2 separate regions of the Capra hircus genome follow, and region 2 is linked to region 1. The links are chromatin contacts, called in public Hi-C maps. All regions are on one chromosome and are shown on one strand. The core of a region is the stretch at or near the end of the contact, and the rest is flanking DNA. Distances in the headings are between cores, read along the strand shown. Region 1 has its middle 36 kb from the start of PSMD12. Region 2 overlaps B3GNTL1 (UDP-GlcNAc:betaGal beta-1,3-N-acetylglucosaminyltransferase-like protein 1).

Region 1 (4,838 bases), core at 1,105-3,604:
CTCCTCCAGGCCTCATCCTGGGCCTGCTGAGTCCTGTCCCAGCCAAGAATCCCCCACCCTTGAAGCTATCCGAGTTCCTCTTAGTAAGTTGCATTTGCATCCTCACCTGGCCAAGGGCTGTAACTCTTCACTCTGTCTTTGTTATACTAGGAGTTGAAGTCAGTTTCTTCCCACATTTGCCAGAGTCTTGAATAAAGTCTCTTGCACTTTCTAACAAGTGTCCAGTGAATAATTTGTCCTTAACAAGGGTTGTGAGAGGGCAACCGTGAGTGTCTAGTGGGGGCCTGGCGGGAGTGAGAGTTATGTACACAGTTGTGTATATTCCCTTGTGTAGCTGAAGAAGTGGTGGGACAGGTGAGGGTTAGCCTCAAGGCATGAACCCCAAAGCTGGGCACCATACTGGAACACTGGGGGATGCCCAGAAGTGGCACTAGTTGAACAGGCACTATGGGAAGAGCAAGAGGCCTGCTTGGACAGGAGGAGCAGCATCTCAGACAGGGTAGCTGGTGGGGTGACACTGGGGTCCCTTGGGTAGCACCACCGACTCCAGTTCTCAGAAGGGCTGCAGGAGGGCAACGTTCACAGCTTGTCTCCCCTCTGCCCTTCCCTTCTTCCTGGTTCTTCCCTTTCACTCTCATAACAGGGAAACCATGTTTTGCATCCTTTGCCAGGATCATTTGGAGTCAGGTGCCTGACTTTAACAGAGAAGGCGATGGCACCCCACTCCAGTACTCTTGCCTGGAAAATCCCATGGATGGAGGAGCCTGGTGGGCTGCAGTCCATGGGGTCGCTAAGAGTTGGACACAACTGAGCGACTTCATTTTCACTTTTTGCTTTCATGCATGGAGAAGGAAATGGCAACCCACTCCAGTGCTCTTGCCTGGAGAATCCCAGGGATGGGGGAGCCTGGTGGGCTGCCGTCTATGGGGTCCACAGAGTTGGACACGACTAAAGCAACTTAGCAGCAGCAGCAGCAGCAGCCTGACTTTAAAGGTGATGCAGGAAACGTGCTTCGTGTCACTCAGAAAGTCACCAACACATGCTTCTTCCCAGTGATGAGGCCTCAAGTGTTTCCCCCTGGGTTTCTGGACCTTGTAGGCAAAGCTGGGTCTCTACCTGTCTGACCTCTGATGTATTTCTGAGGCCCAGAGACCCAGGGAGAGTGTGATGATCTGAAGCATGTGTCTGGTTAACCCGTCGTTAACAGGTCTGAAATGCAGTGTCTTAGAGCCGCCGCACCAGCCATCACAGGCATCCACCTGGCCCACCTGGCTCTGACCTGCCTGTGCCTGGGGTGGGCTTTCCTCCAGGAGTCAGCTCTGGACACTGCTGGACGGATGGACCACCCGGGCCTCGTCCCTGTTCTCCTCCCCTGTCCAGCCCCTCCCCAGGGTGTGAAATCTGGTATTTTTCAACTCCAAGCAGCAATCCAGGTAAGGCAAAAAACCGTTCTCTGGAGCTGGGTAGAGAAACTAGATGGGTGAAGTAATGAGTTGAAATGGACTTGACTAAGTGCCAAGTTGTAGCTGAATGTCCTGGAGACTGGAGATCTGGTTCAATTAAGCTTTAATGTATTTTTTTAGGTGAACTGTTAACACTGTTGTATTTAGTTAAGAGTCAGCTTTTACAAAGAATGACACCAGGCTCCTGAATAACAAAGGAGCAAGACCTGGGAACGCCCCCAGTGTGAGTGTGTTGGGGGCGGGGGGCAGGGCGGGGCTGCTGTCACCTGGGTGTGGAGGAGCTGTGGCTGAGCAGAGGCAGCGGGAATGCAGAAGCCCAGAGGCAGAGAGATCGTGCAGCTTGGTGAAAAGGCAATGCACTATCTAGAGTGGAGTTCGAGGTACACACTCAAGCCACACAAAACTTGCAGCAGTTTCCTCCAAATATTCTTTCGCACCCTCTGCCGCCTGTTCGCTGACTTGGGGTGTCCTGCCAAGGGTCACCTCTTGGACTAGAGATCAGGCCATGTCCTTGGAGCTCTGGGTGCGTCCAGGAATCAGCTGACCCATTCCATAGGAGCCGATGTCCTTACCTGAACCCTGCTTTATCAAGGAGATGCCTCAGCTCTGAGGCCTGCAGAGGATTGGGGCAGGAGCAGGGTTGGGAGGTTTAGCCGGTTACGGTGGCTCAGCGTCCAGCCCTCCTGCGCTCGCCCATTTCCAAGAGGAAGTCTGGGAACAGAGCCCAGCTCCTGGCGCCAAAGCTTTGCTTCTGCCCTTCCTGACTTGAGAAGCTGGGGGCCAGGTCCCTGGCCTTGCCAGCCTACACCCCTACTCACTGTCTTGAACCTGCTGGGGGGCTCCGGGAACCTGGGCCAATGCCCAGGGCTTGTGCCAGGCGCACGCCGAGGCTCCTCGTGGCCAGCAGGTGGCGATGCAGGAGCGCTGGAAGGGCAGCAGGCTGGGCTTCCTCCCCGTGGGACCCCTCCACTCCCTGCAGCCTCTGCTGCAGCCCCAGGTGGTTGCCGAGGCTCCTCTGCTGGCTAGGGAGTGTGCACTCAGGGTGAGTGGTCAGGCTGCGGTGCTGGGAGGGCTGGGTGAACCAATGCAGAGGCCAGAGCTCTGGGAAGCCCTCCACCTCGTCCCCGTGTTTTCTGCCCTCCCTGTTTGATGCTTCAGGGGTGGTTCCACTTAAGCAACCTGGTCAGCCCTTGATGCCTGTTTCGTGGATGAGAGAGTAGAGGCTCAGGTCAGGGGCAGAACCCAGGGTGCACACATGGTGTCCCTGAATGGGCCGAGGCAGAAAGTCAGCATGTTCTTGCCACTTCTGTTCTAAGCCCTGGAGTCTCAGGTCAGCCTGGGGTCCTTGGTCTCCAGCCTGTCCATCAGGCCAAGGGTGTGTGCAGGGCTGGCAGGGTGGGTGTCTTTGAGCATGCAGGGGTGTGAGGTGTGGATGTGTTCCCTGTGAGTGAGTGTCTGGGTGTATCTCACAGTGTGTGTATGTGTGTCTGTGTGTCTGTGTATCCGAGTGTGCAAGCAGTTCCTGGGTCCTGTAAGCTTCATCTCTTCCTCGGTCTAAGATACTTAGACAAGTTGTCTCACAAATGCATTGGCAAAATGGGTCCAAACCATTTCCTCTGCTCAAAGGGAGCACCCAGTGTCTGCAGGTGGAGATGTCCCCACCCTTCACATGACTTCACTCGACCCTGTCCCCGCTCACCCTGGAGGTGCCCCCGGGATGGTGACCATTCTAGGAAGGAGATGCTCAGTGAAACTCATCAACTCCCCGTTGCTTCTAGGAAACAGTAGTAACTCTGCTCATATTCAGCAAGTCCAAGTTGCCTCTGCTTGGAGGTCATGCGGCCAGGCTTCCTGGTGCCAGTGGGTGACTCAGCTCGAGAAGGCACCCCACCCACCCACAGCTCTCAGAGGTTGGCCACATCCCGCCTCCGCAGGCCCAGCACGCGGGTTCTGTTCCCTGGCTGCGTCACCCAACCTCCTGGGGAACGTCTCACCTCCCACTACCCTATCCTGGGGATACATGGGGTGTATCTTAATCAGTAGCTGATTAAGACAAGCTGGGCACTGGTAGCAGCTAACTAAAGGAGTTGAGCAACTTAAGAAGTAACAGCCATCAGACACGCCAATGGCTCTGGCAGGTCGAAGGATGAGAGAGGAGGGCTGGAGGGCTGCAGAGCCGGGACTTGGGGGCTGTGGGGCCCGGCCAGCTGCTGGCCTCTCCTGGGATTTATAATGTCGGTTGGCACCCCTGCAAACCTGTGTGGGAGCAGGAATGCTGAGTCACAGGCCCTTGGTCAGCTTGTAGAGACATTTTAACACGTGCAACATGAAAGATCCTGCTAAGAGAGAGGACCCTGGGTGTGTGCATTTTGACAGAAAGAGGCTCAGTGGGGACAAAGGGCCATGAGTTGAAACCTGAGCGGGCCCACAGGTCCCACTAGTGTGCCTATAAAGTGAAAGTCTGGAGGTGCTCCCAAGAGTGCCCTATCTGTGCCCAGTTAGACTGCCCTGAATGTCCCCTTGGGCAGCGAGCAGGTCCCCGGGCTTGAGTGCCCTGTGGACCTGCTGTGGGGCCGTCTTTCCAGACAGTGAAACTTACCTGCTCTCAGGGCAGGGCTGAGCCCCAACCTACCTGTTCTGATCATCCCAGGTGAGGGTCCAGAGCTCCTGCAGGCAGTGTGTGAGTGGTGTGCGAGGCCTTGCCCAGAGCACCCACCCTTGGTCCAGACCCTTGTCACTCAGATGTCCAGTTGCCCAGGCCCCTGCCCACACCCTCCCAGGAGGACTCTCAACAATGGTTCTTGGCTGCCTGTCCTGTGTTCCAGCTCAGCTTAGATGTGCTCCAACCAGGTGGCACAGAGCAGGCTGCTCTCCAGGGAATGCAAGAAGGGGTGTCTGAGCCCAGAGTATAAACCCTCCTCTGTATAGACGAGAAAACTGCTACCCCACTGGTGCGGTGCTCTGCATTCCTCGGACTTAGGAAGCCTCCTGTGATCCTGGTTGCCCCAGTTGTCCCCTTCTGGCCTCTAGAAAGATCTCCCATACCCCCACTCCACCCCCTGCCCTTGTTGTTGTTTAGTCACTAAGTCGTGTCCTACTGTTTTGTGACCCCATGGACTGTAGCCTCAGAGAAGGCAATGGCACCCCACTCCAGTACTCTTGCCTGGAAAATCCCATGGGCGGAGGAGCCTGGTGGGCTGCAGTCCATGGGGTCGCTGAGAGTCAGGCACGACTGAGCAACTTCACTTTCACTTTTCACTTTCATGCATTGGAGAAGGAAATGGCAACCCACTCCAGTGTTCTTGCCTGGAGAATCCCAGGGACGGGGGAGCCTGGTGGGCTGCCGTCTATGGGGTCGCACAGTCGGACACGACT
Region 2 (4,838 bases), core at 1,449-3,948, 200 kb after region 1:
CAGGGGAAAGGAAAGACCACCACAGCTTGTGTGTGTGTGTGATTTAATTGTCTAAAGGGATGATCTGGAGCAAGCCAGCCCCCGCCTGGGAGCAGGAAGGTGATGGACCAAGCCAAGCCCACCCTGGTACTGGCTAGAATGTGCTGGTGAAACTCCTGGTCCCACGAATATGTGATTTATTCTTAGCCTGGTCTCCTCTTTAAGAAGGACGCCATCTTGGGTGTCAGCTCTGTGTTGAGTGGCTGTTTCCATGTGCAATTTATTGGAGGTAAAGAATGAAGATAAACTGCACATTGGAGTCAGATATAGGCTGGTCTGGAGAATGACAGCAGGCAGGGACCCTTGAAGCAAACAGGGAGATTGTCCTCATAGTTCCTTTGCTAGAGCTCCCTGGGGGGCTCAGATCCAGTGGAAAGCCAGCATATTCTCAGGTGTGTCCAAGGCTTCATGTGAGTTTTAAGGCACAGGCAGGACGCAACCCCTCAGCTGTGGGTGGCAGGAGGCTGCTAGTCTGAAATCATGGGTGGCTGTTGGAAGCGGGAACGAAAGAAAGCTTGAAAGAAACCATCATGACGAGCCAACTTCTCTTTGAATTTTGAAAATAATTGCCTTGCTCTGATGGGACCAAAAGAAGTGGCCACCGAACTTGTACTTTCTTCGCTTTTTTTTTTTTGTCCTGTTTTTATTGTTTTGTTCCCATTCTGCTTTCAGGCAATGTAGGGTGGTGGCAGTGCCTGTGTCTGTCACAATTTCATGCCTTTTTGTTACTAAATAATATTCCATCATGTATCATATTTTGTGTGTCCATTCATTGTTTTGAGGGCCACTGGGTTACTTCCACCTTTTGGCTTTTGTGGCTAATGCTCCTGTGAACGTTGCCTTACGTGTGTGTTTCAGTCCCTGTTCCTGATTCTCTGGGGTGTACACCCAGGAGTAGGATTGCAGGATCATTACATGTTTATCATTTTGAAGAATGGCAGCCACAGTGTTTTATATTCCCACCAGCAATATAAGAGAGTTCCAGTTTCTCTACATCCTCATCATTACTTACGGTTTTCTGGTTTCAGTTTTTGTTTTTGTTTACGTTTTTATAGTAGCCATTTTCACAGGTATAAGGTGGTATTTCATGGTTCTGATTGGTAGTTCCCTAATGATCAGTGATGTTGAGCATCTTTTTTGTGTGTTTATTGGCCATTTGTGTATCTTCTTTGGGAGAACATGTGCTCAAGTCCAAGTATGCAGGGTCCAGAGTGTTGGCGTCCCTTCTCCTAGCCCTGTTGTGCAAAACCCCACAAATTTCTTTTTTTCCAATAACTGACTCTTGGGGGGTCATTATATTTTAGACTACTTGAATCAAATATGTGTCTCTTTAAAAGAAGAAATGTTTAATGATTTAGGGTAAAAAGTCAGGCATCTTCTGGACATTCATTTTAAGGAAGTTTTTTTTTTTTTTAATCTGGCTTCTCTTGTTTGTTTTTAATTCTACTTTTGATTTTAAAAAAAATCCTTGGGAATTCATCATAAAATTGCTTAAGAATTGCACTTGATTTCCATGGGTCTTGATTGGAGAAGGAAGAGAGGAAGCCAAGAGCTAGGAGGCCGCCTGCTGGCCCTGCTGGAGCACCAATGGGCAATGGGTCTGAGTCCCCAGCATGGTGACCGACTCCACACGGAGTGCCGGGACTGAGTCAGATGACCTTCAGCAGGACGACAGGCACAGCCAGGCCACAGTGGGGAGGTCCGCAGCCCTTTCCGTTGGAGCCGTGATTGGAGCCAAAATGCCCCCAGGTGTGGTTCAGGTCATTCAGGGTGAGATGTTTCCTGGAGGAGATGCCAGTTCACCAAAACGGGAGAAAGAGGTGAAAAGGTGAGAAAGAAAGAGATAAGAGGTGAGAGTGAGGAGTGGCAAGTGCAGCCCCGAGAAATGGCCAGCCCCTCCCCAACAACGCTCAGTGGGAGGCATGAAGAGGTGCCCCGGGAGTGGCAGGTGGGGACGGAGTCCTCTCACTTTGTTCTTTGTAGATCGAGAGAAACATTACGAAATGCTTTGGAAACTGTTCTGTCTTGTTCAAATAGGATTGGGGCAGGCGGGGGTTGATAAGACGGAGAAAGTAAGAAGCTTTAAGAAATGTCTGGGAAGGAGCAACCCCCCCAAAATTATAGGTGTTCTGCTCTCGGTGATTAAGTATAATCTGAAATGATTCCATGTAAATTGGGTGTTAAGGAATTCTCCATGTTGGGTTGAGGTGGGGGCTGGGGGCTGACCTGCAAAGCCCGCTGGGGATGGAGGCTTTGTGGCACATTCAGAAAAAAACTTTCCTCCTTCCCTCCCCCAGGGGGAGGTTGAAATGTGAATTTGGAGATCAAAGCACAGAGCCGAGAAGATCCTCACGCGCTGAGGAGTCCTAGAGGGGGAGTCCAGACGCAGCTCGTTGCCCTTCCCCTCCCTCTCTCCTTTTTCACTCTCCTCTTACTTTCATCAAGAGGCTCTTGGGTGCCCCCATCTCTGCCAGCAGCACCCCTGGAACAAACGTGTTTCTCCACCCTCCCTCCACCACTCCTGATCCTTGCTCACCTCCTGGGCACCCACCGTCCTCACCTGCCTAGGATGCACAGGCGTGAATGACTTGGGTTGGGTTCCGCAAAGCCGAGCTTGAGACCGTAGAGACACGGCAGGGGAGAAGCCAGCCCGAGGCCGCCCCTGCCGGGCCCACAGGGGTGCTGGACCATGAGCTCACACCCGGCTTGAGGGGTGGCACTTCCATGCCCCCCACATCGTAGGTCCCCCAGCTTTGCCACCCCCAGGGACACAGAGTACCCTTGGCATTTCTGGAGGACAAGTTCATGTTCCTCTAAAGGGCAGTTCCCCCAAGGGGCAAGCTTGAGCTTAATGTCATGAAAAGGATAATTCTTCCCTGTCGTTGCCCATTAAAAGGAGTTAGTTTAACAATTTCCTCAAATAATGACAGACGGGCTTTTCCTGACATTGTCCTTTTTATCATTATCACCAACCCAGTGCTGGGTGGCCGGCAGCCAGCAGGGCCACACGGGAGCCAGGGCAGAGCCAGCCTCAGGCTGCGCAGTGCCCTTGGCCCCTGTTCCAGGGAGACCAGGGGTGGGGGTCCACCTGGTCAGCGCTCCCTCCGCTGACACAGGATCCCTGGCGTTGGCTTTGTGAAGGAGCCGTTTCAGGTGCTGGGCTGTGAGCATGTCAAGGCCAAGAATATGGTTGACACGTGAGCCGTAAGGCTAAGGAGGGGTGGCCGTCAGGGCAGCACATAACTTCCTGGTGGTGCCAGTCGGTGTCATGTGGCGACAGCCCCAGGTCTGGGGGCAGCCGAGGCCTGCTGAGGGCCCAGCCGGCACAAGTAAGGTCCCCACGGGCAGAGCTGGGAGGGGCCGGAGGTGTGGCGGTGCTGCTGGCCCCTTGCCCAGACTTTCCTTCCTCTCGCCCCCGTGGGAAGCTGGTGTCTGGGGGTCCTGGCTGCTGCCCTGTTAGCCATCTGTTACTCCTTATCCCCAAATTTAGGGCCTTTTCACAGCCTTGGTGCAGGCCATGTTCCCCTGTGGAGCCTGCCCCTCTCACTGGCCTGGAGACTCTCCCAGGCCTCCCGCCCCTACGAGTCAGCATGTGAGGCTCTGACCTCTAGCATCCTGCAGCTGAGTCTGACCTGGAAGGATTTATGGGCCCTCCAACCCCTCGCGGCATCGTGTGGTCTCTGCTGGCCGAGGGCCTGCAGAGCCGAGGGTGGGACAGTGAGGCACACCCAACAGTCACTAGGCTGCTCCTCTCTGGGGCCTCCAGTTGAAACAAGCATGTGTGTCCTGCCCAGGGCTGCGCGTCCACCTGTGCCCATGCACTCGGGGCTCCCTTGGTGCACTCAGCCCCACACGGTGTCTGTTCCCTGCTTTCCCGTCACGGTGGACACCCGCAGCCGTGTGTGCCTGCACACGTGTGAGCAGAGTGCAGGCACAAGCCGGATTCCCTCCATCAGCCCTGCCCCTCAAGCCCACCCACTCACCCACTGGATGATCACTGAGCCCCATGGTGAGCAGGACGCCACTGGATGCCATGGTGCCAGGGCACAGCAGGATGGACACCCCCGCCCTGCATGGGAGCCTGGGTGGTGCCAGGCTTGCTGACTGCCTGTGGGATGACTGGCACCTCAGACACAAGGGATTGGGTTGGAGTCAGAGCCGCCTCCTGGCCAGAGCTGGGCTGGCATAGCGCTGCCCAGACGACAGCACTAGGCCCCAGGAGATCCGAGCAGTGGTTCTTGGGGCCAACACTGGCCGCTCAGCAGTTGAGGGAGGCACATGGGTGCTGCCTGGCCCAGATTTGCCCCCAGGTTGGGAGCAAGATGAAGGATTCTGCAGCAGCTGGGCCCCCAGGTGGGCCAGCAGCTGGCCAGGGCAGCGTGTGCCCGGTCGCCAGGCCAGACCCTCACCTGCAGAGAAAACCAGTCCAGCCGCCAACACCTTTCCTCCACCGCAGCCCACGACAACATCGGAAGTGGCTCAGCAGGTGTTTCTGGAACCAGGAAGTGCGGTAAATTGGGCCCCGTCCACATGGGATGAGTGTGGATGTGTGTGAACCAAGCCTCTGGCCCTGCTTGGGCATCCTATGGGCAGAACTGCCCACGGAGAGCTCCTGGCTATGGCGTCTCGGTTTAGCATCACCCGTGTGGACGGCCATGCATAAGCACTGTGTTGTCTGTGCTGGAGGCATGTTGACAGAGCCCCCCACCCCACCCCGAGGGGGATGTCATGAGGCCACAAGGCCACAGAGCACAGACGTGTGAGGACACGTGGGATGTCGCGGTCGACACGGCACCACG

What was found. A called contact is a pair of places that touch in the nucleus more often than the background predicts.
Region 2: a Hi-C map of liver shows a contact between it and region 1, with 5 times the contacts expected there. The contact joins two enhancer-like sites. A contact is called at or near these places in 4 of 5 Hi-C or Micro-C datasets (blood and liver).

The regions. Positions count from the first base shown.
Region 1 is chr19:49,101,912-49,106,749 of ARS1.2, forward strand. No RefSeq gene overlaps it. Among named protein-coding and RNA genes, the nearest start is that of PSMD12, 36 kb to the left of the region's middle. Within about 2 kb of position 2,355, at least 3 of the 5 cell types and tissues checked have an H3K27ac peak or open chromatin away from gene starts, as enhancers often do.
Region 2 is chr19:49,298,778-49,303,615 of ARS1.2, forward strand. The region is part of intron 6 of B3GNTL1 (UDP-GlcNAc:betaGal beta-1,3-N-acetylglucosaminyltransferase-like protein 1); the gene reads left to right. Among named protein-coding and RNA genes, the nearest start is that of B3GNTL1, 71 kb to the left of the region's middle. Within about 2 kb of position 2,699, at least 1 of the 5 cell types and tissues checked has an H3K27ac peak or open chromatin away from gene starts, as enhancers often do.